2 separate regions of the Zea mays genome follow, and region 2 is linked to region 1. A link is a contact called in public Hi-C data. All regions are on one chromosome and are shown on one strand. Each heading gives the region's core, a stretch centred on a gene start, on an enhancer-like site or on the middle of the called end of the contact. The rest is flanking DNA. Distances are from core to core; before and after follow the strand shown. Region 1 holds the start of LOC100384816 (putative cytochrome P450 superfamily protein). Region 2 holds the start of LOC100381584 (SCP1-like small phosphatase 4b).

Region 1 (2,878 bases), core at 12-2,511:
TTAATTTTTTCATCCATCAGCATACAATCATACTTGTTGCATGTGATTGGACAATTGTATTGTTAAAGCTATAAAAGGTACCCAAGCTAATTTTGAACCAAACATTACGAACTTCTGTTTCAACTCCTGTATAATCTTACCCCGTGTACTTCTGAGCTAGTGCTAGGAATATAGGCCGGGCTTTTCGGGCCAGCACGAGCACGGCCCGAAAATAGGAGCCCAAAGCACGGCCCGATACGAAATAATATGGGCCGGGCTAGCACGCCCCGAAGACAGGCTTGGGTCGGGCCTCAATTTCCGACCCGTCGGGCCCCCGACACGGCCCACATACATGGACCGGGCTTGGGCCAACACGGCCCAATTAAGCCCAATCTGTTTAATTTCTTTAATTTAGTAAGATATCGACTTTATATTGTTGTTATATTTAGAGTTTATGTGGTCAAATGATGCTAAAATTATTTAATATCTTTAATTTAGTAAACTATGAACTTTATATGGTTGTAATATTTTGATTTTATGTGGTCAAATATACGGCCCGGGCTTGGGCCGGTACGGCCCAAAGAAGGCACGACGTGGTTTAGGGCCGGGCTGGGCCACTGTTTACACTTCAGTCTGGCACGGCACGGCCAAAAAATCTTTTGGGTTTTACTGGCCCGAACCCGTTTGGCACGAAGCACGATGGGCTTGGGCCGGGCTGGCCCGACCCAATTCCCAGCACTATTCTGAGCGTTCACGGAGTAAATATGATAAAAATAGCATGGAATAGGCTCATAAAATAAAAAAATATCGCAACAAATGATTTCCCTTCAATAATTTGAAACAGAAGGAATAAATTTTGGATGTTGGGAATGATCTGAACACAAAGAAATTACCATTCTCCTTCACCGCGTTGTGGAACATGGGTAGCACGCGTGGGATGATGTCGTGACTCCCAAGCGGCAGTGGCTTCGTGCGGGCTTCTCGGTTGAGCCGAGCGTTCTCCCTCACGTCGCCGGTGAGGAGGCGGTACCTGGTGCCCTTGAGGCCCTGGGCCCGTAGGGCTCTGTCTAGCCGCCGTGGCGTCCACCACGCCCACTCAAGCGTCCAGGCCGCTAGCCACACCAGCACCACGGCGGCCGTCGCCGCGCCTGCACGGGCCCACGGAGAGGCCTCCCATAGCAGGTGCAGGAGCAGAGGTAGAGTCGCCATTGGCTTTGGCTTCTTGGTGCACCTAGTGAACGTCAAGCAAAGCAAGTCTCTGCGGCAGAGCTATTGAGCTAGAGTATCCTCTTGATTTCCTTTCCATGGAAAAGTCAAAGTAAGACATCCAGCTCAGCGTGTATATAGACAACAGTATAGACTGCGATGTTTACTAAATGTAGTTTATAGAAGTGAGATAAGCGACTTATTCGGCAATGTAGTCTAGTTCATATTTGCAGCCATAGTGGTTGCCGCGGTGCTAAAAATTGAGGCCAGCTGAACAACTTAAAGAATAGAATAGAAAGACTGCCGGAGATAATCTAACTATCTAACCCTCTTAACTTTAGATAGCAATTTATTTTACCCCTTCACCTATAAAACCAATTGTTTAACCCTTCAACTCTAGAAAATCGGACAAATAACACACTGGACCGTTTCAGTGAGCAGTTTTGATGATGTGGCATTGCAACAAGGACACTAATTTTATCTATTCCAGTTATGTGATCTAGCAGTATCAAAAAATATATAATTCTGCACACAAGTTATTAATCAGGTATTTTATTTTCCCTAATTTGTTTTGGAGTTTTAAGATTAACATATTAATTACTAAAAATAAAAAACTACATGAAAAAGTTAATCTTTTTTATCTCAGATTCATTTCTTATACGCTAAACCTTTTACTATATGTAACTAATACAATTACTAAACTACTAAAATTTTGATTGATTTTATTAAGCAATTTAAGTGGCCTTTCTTTTGATTGCTAAATAAATCAATTTTACGTTTGTTTTTTAACACTTAGCAAATAGTAATAAAAACATCTCAAACTTTTACACAACCCTCGTCTTCTAAATTAACTTATACAAATACTTCTAAAATTTCTAAAGACTTTAAATATGGAGCCATAACTTACACAAATATTTCTAAGGACTTATATGATTCCACATTTAAAGTCCTCGGGAAATTCTGAAAAATATTTGTATAAGTTATTTGAGCTGAGAGGATGGTTAAGGAAAAACCAGATATTGTTTATTATTGTTTGGTAAGTGTTTTAAAAAATAAATGTAAAATTGATTTAGTTAATGATCGATAAAAGGCCATTTAAATTGCATAATAAAATCAACCAAAATTTAATAGTTTAGTAATTGTATTAGTTACCTCGTTTCGTAATTAAACTGCTACTCCTAAAATTCTATAAAAAATAGTGCATATATAATATCTAACTACCAACTTGTGTGTAAAATTATATAAACTTTGTATAATGACATTTTACGGAACTGAAATAGATAAAACTAGTGCCATAGATGTCATGTCAGCAGCCAACACACCACTAGTAGCATCTACAACCACGCCGCTTAGGGGTTATTTTCTTGGTTTTGTAAAGTTGAGTAGGGTTAAACAACTAGTTTTGAAGATAAGAGGATGAAGTAGACTATTTTCTAAAAGTGGGGGGATTATGTAGACTTTTTCTGTTTTTATAAAGATAGAAGATAAAAAAAATGGGATGCATATATCTATTTTATTTCAGTCATAGTGGGTCGATCGTCACTTGATTTTTCCCCATAGATCTAAAATAGGGACTTATGACCAAATCTCTCTCCATCTTATATTCTTTCTTCATTATTCACTCGCACGAACATATAAGTAGTGACCCCAAATCTCCAATGCACCACTCGTCCTTCAACCTCTACCTCTCCAC
Region 2 (2,906 bases), core at 19-2,518, 210 kb after region 1:
TATGTTTCTAGTGGATATAGAGGGATAATATAGGGACAACCGCTATAGGAGACAGTAATATAGGGGATAATTCTGGACAATGTGGTCATATAGTAAGATGATATAGGGAGGAAAATTTAGAAGGAATCGACAACCTGAGAAGCTAGCTTTATCTCGTTCATGGACTAAAAAAAATTAATATTCATCTCCTAACCAAACATTGAGCTAGGATGGAACAATAAAAAACAAAGCCATGACCATATTCTTCTTATATCTCCAAATCAAACATGTTTACTCACCATTATCTAAAAGTTCCCACTTACTAACATGTTCACGCGAGATCTTATTTTCACTACCCATTAGCCATGACCTTATTTTCACTACCCACATGATTACAATTACATCAAGCTCGTTGGTGTCAAGGCTCATCGCGAAAAAACGTTGCAATCCAGAGCTAAAGAACGGGCTATCTTGCCGCGTTCCTTGCACGTGCGCGCGCTCCAGTGCCGCGCCGCCGCTTCCGTCGCCTCGTCCGGCTCCTTGTCGTCCGCGCGGCCGGTAGAGACGGCGGCGGCCGCACGCTCGTGGGGCTGCCGGCAGCCGGCAGCGCGGAGTACGCTCTGTCCCGGGGCAACTGCGCGACTGCAAGCTGGGTAAAGAAGATCAAGCGGCGTCCTCTGGTCCACGTGTATACCCCACCACCAACTCCTCCATCAGTTCCGTACTCGGTACTCCGCGGGCACAGGCACACTAGCTCCTGTCACTGGCTGGATGGTCCCACATACATTCGCCTAATATGTCAGTGACGGAATGCAAAGACGCGTACGACTAGTATGCCGACCTGATAAAGTAGGACCAGGAGCTATAAATAAACGGGTGGACTCAGCCCGGCATGATGAGCTACCACATCCTCACCGTCCACGTGTACCCTTCCGGCCTAAATATCCTACACACACTGGACGAACTTTCTAACTCCGTAACTGACATTGAGGCTCGCGCTAGACGCACCCCGCCTGTCAGTTGGTGAGTACGTTTTAGAAGCAGCGTAACGGAGGTGCAGGGCCACGAAGGCGGAGTGGGGAGAGCCGCAACCCACCGTGAAGATGCAAAACCTACATAAATTTGTACCTTCTAGTGTGGCGTCCAAGCAGGCCCCGCCTTGCATGCCCCACATGTCTGTGGTTGTGAACGGAGGGAGGTTATGCCTGGTCTTGGCGGACGCGGATCGGTCGCATAAGATTATGTGGTGCGGGATTAGCGAGCCATCGAGCTGTCCCCTCCCTGTGCTCTACTGCTCTTGCGCCTTGCTAGCTTGCTTGCTTCCCTGCTCCCTCCCTCCTCCTCCTCGTCGCCTCTTCTCTGGTTCTTCCTGGTGTTTGCCGGAGCGAGGCTAGGCGCAAGGGGAGGGAGCTGCGCTCAGCCAGAGCTCATCGGCGCTACGCAAGCGCGCTGCCTGGGTACGTATCTCTTCTCGTCTCTCTCGAGGTCTGCCTTGTCTGGTCGGAGCCGGAGGTTTCGTCAGCGCAACTTCTTTGCTCGTCTCTCGGTGGTCTCTGTAGTAGTATCCGTGCTTCTTTTCAACTCTTTTGCGTGCGATTGAGCCGGGGACGGCCGCCTCTCACGGTGAATTTAGTGCGAATTTGTGGGCGGCGAGGAGATTTCGACGCGCTTCTGAGAAACGCGGAACCGTTCTGCTCTTTTCTGTGTGGAATTCGAGTTCCCAAAAGACGATCCTGTAGTTCCAGACTCTAAGCGCGACAGACACGTTCGGTGAAGGTGGTTGGCCAGGTCTCTCTTCTCCGCACTTTTTTCTTCACTCCCCGTGAGTCAGCGCTGTGATTTGCCGACGACGAGGAGTGAAGTGAGCCCCTCTTTTTGCGATGTGATGTGAGGAATTTTACGGGGTTCGTTGCGGCTTTGATGTACGGTATATTTCGCCTCCGATTTTCCCTTTCTGTCCTTGCAAGGGAGATTTGTGATGGATCTAAAAACGAAAAGTAGGAGTAGGTGGGGAAGGGAACGGAGGGCATTTTTCTGTCACTGGCTAGTTTGGAAACTCAAATTCGCTAGTTTGGAAACTCAAATTCCCTCCGGGATTGGGGGGTCCCGGAAGGAATTTGAGTTAGGTGTTACTTCCTGCCAGAGGATCCCGAGTATTCGCGGGCCTGTTTTGCTTTGGCGAATTCATTTGTAATATGCTCCCGGTATGTGAGAAGTGGCAACTGCTTTCGAGTTTCGAGTAGAGTATATTTGTTAACTAGTACTATTGTTTAGTCAAAGACGCATAACCTCTTCTTGTTTTGTTTATAATGATTGCACTTTACACATTAATTCCTTTGTCCACAGACTAATCCTCACAATACCAAGTGTTTGTTTTCTCATGTACAACTGATTAGCGGCTTTCCCTTTATAGTGATTAAGTATGTTCTTTCGACTACATTAGGTTGTAGATAATTTACTGTTTCACTTTTTCCCCACTAATGTCTTTAGTGATATCAAATGTTTCAACAGTTGGCCTTTTCCTACTGGAACTGCAGTACTTTGGACATGCTTTTTGCAAATACTTGCATTAAGGATGAATAAAATGTTAAGCAACGACTGTTTAGGGACACAGGAGCCTCATACGTTTTGCAAGACCACTGAAACATTGGAACATTCACACCTTCAAGAGATTACACTCGATAAAACAGCGGCGGGGTCAACGCTAATAAGTCATCAAAATGGTAGAGTCTGCATAGTTTCCAGTGTCATCTACCTGGCTAGATTCATTTTAATCTTTCCTACTGTCAATGAATTGTGCATTTCCTGCTTGGAGATTATATATGGTCAAAGCAGCTCGACAAAAGATAATCTGTATTCTATGCTATAGGATGCACCTCCATGGTTTGTAACTTGGAGTAAATACACTACCTGAAATGCAAAAGACT

Evidence for each region. A called contact is a pair of places that touch in the nucleus more often than the background predicts.
Region 2: a contact with region 1 is called in a Hi-C map of ear, with 1.8 times the contacts expected there. The contact joins the promoter of LOC100381584 here to the promoter of LOC100384816 in region 1. A contact is called at or near these places in 2 of 25 Hi-C or Micro-C datasets (ear and leaf).

What each region holds. Positions count from the first base shown.
Region 1 is chr8:149,425,789-149,428,666 of Zm-B73-REFERENCE-NAM-5.0, forward strand. LOC100384816 (putative cytochrome P450 superfamily protein) reads right to left here and starts at 1,262. Exons shown (of 5, transcript NM_001177258.1): 1 at 873-1,262. The coding sequence starts at 1,188.
Region 2 is chr8:149,637,924-149,640,829 of Zm-B73-REFERENCE-NAM-5.0, forward strand. It overlaps LOC100381584 (SCP1-like small phosphatase 4b), which reads left to right and starts at 1,269. Exons shown (of 7, transcript NM_001174406.1): 1 at 1,269-1,436.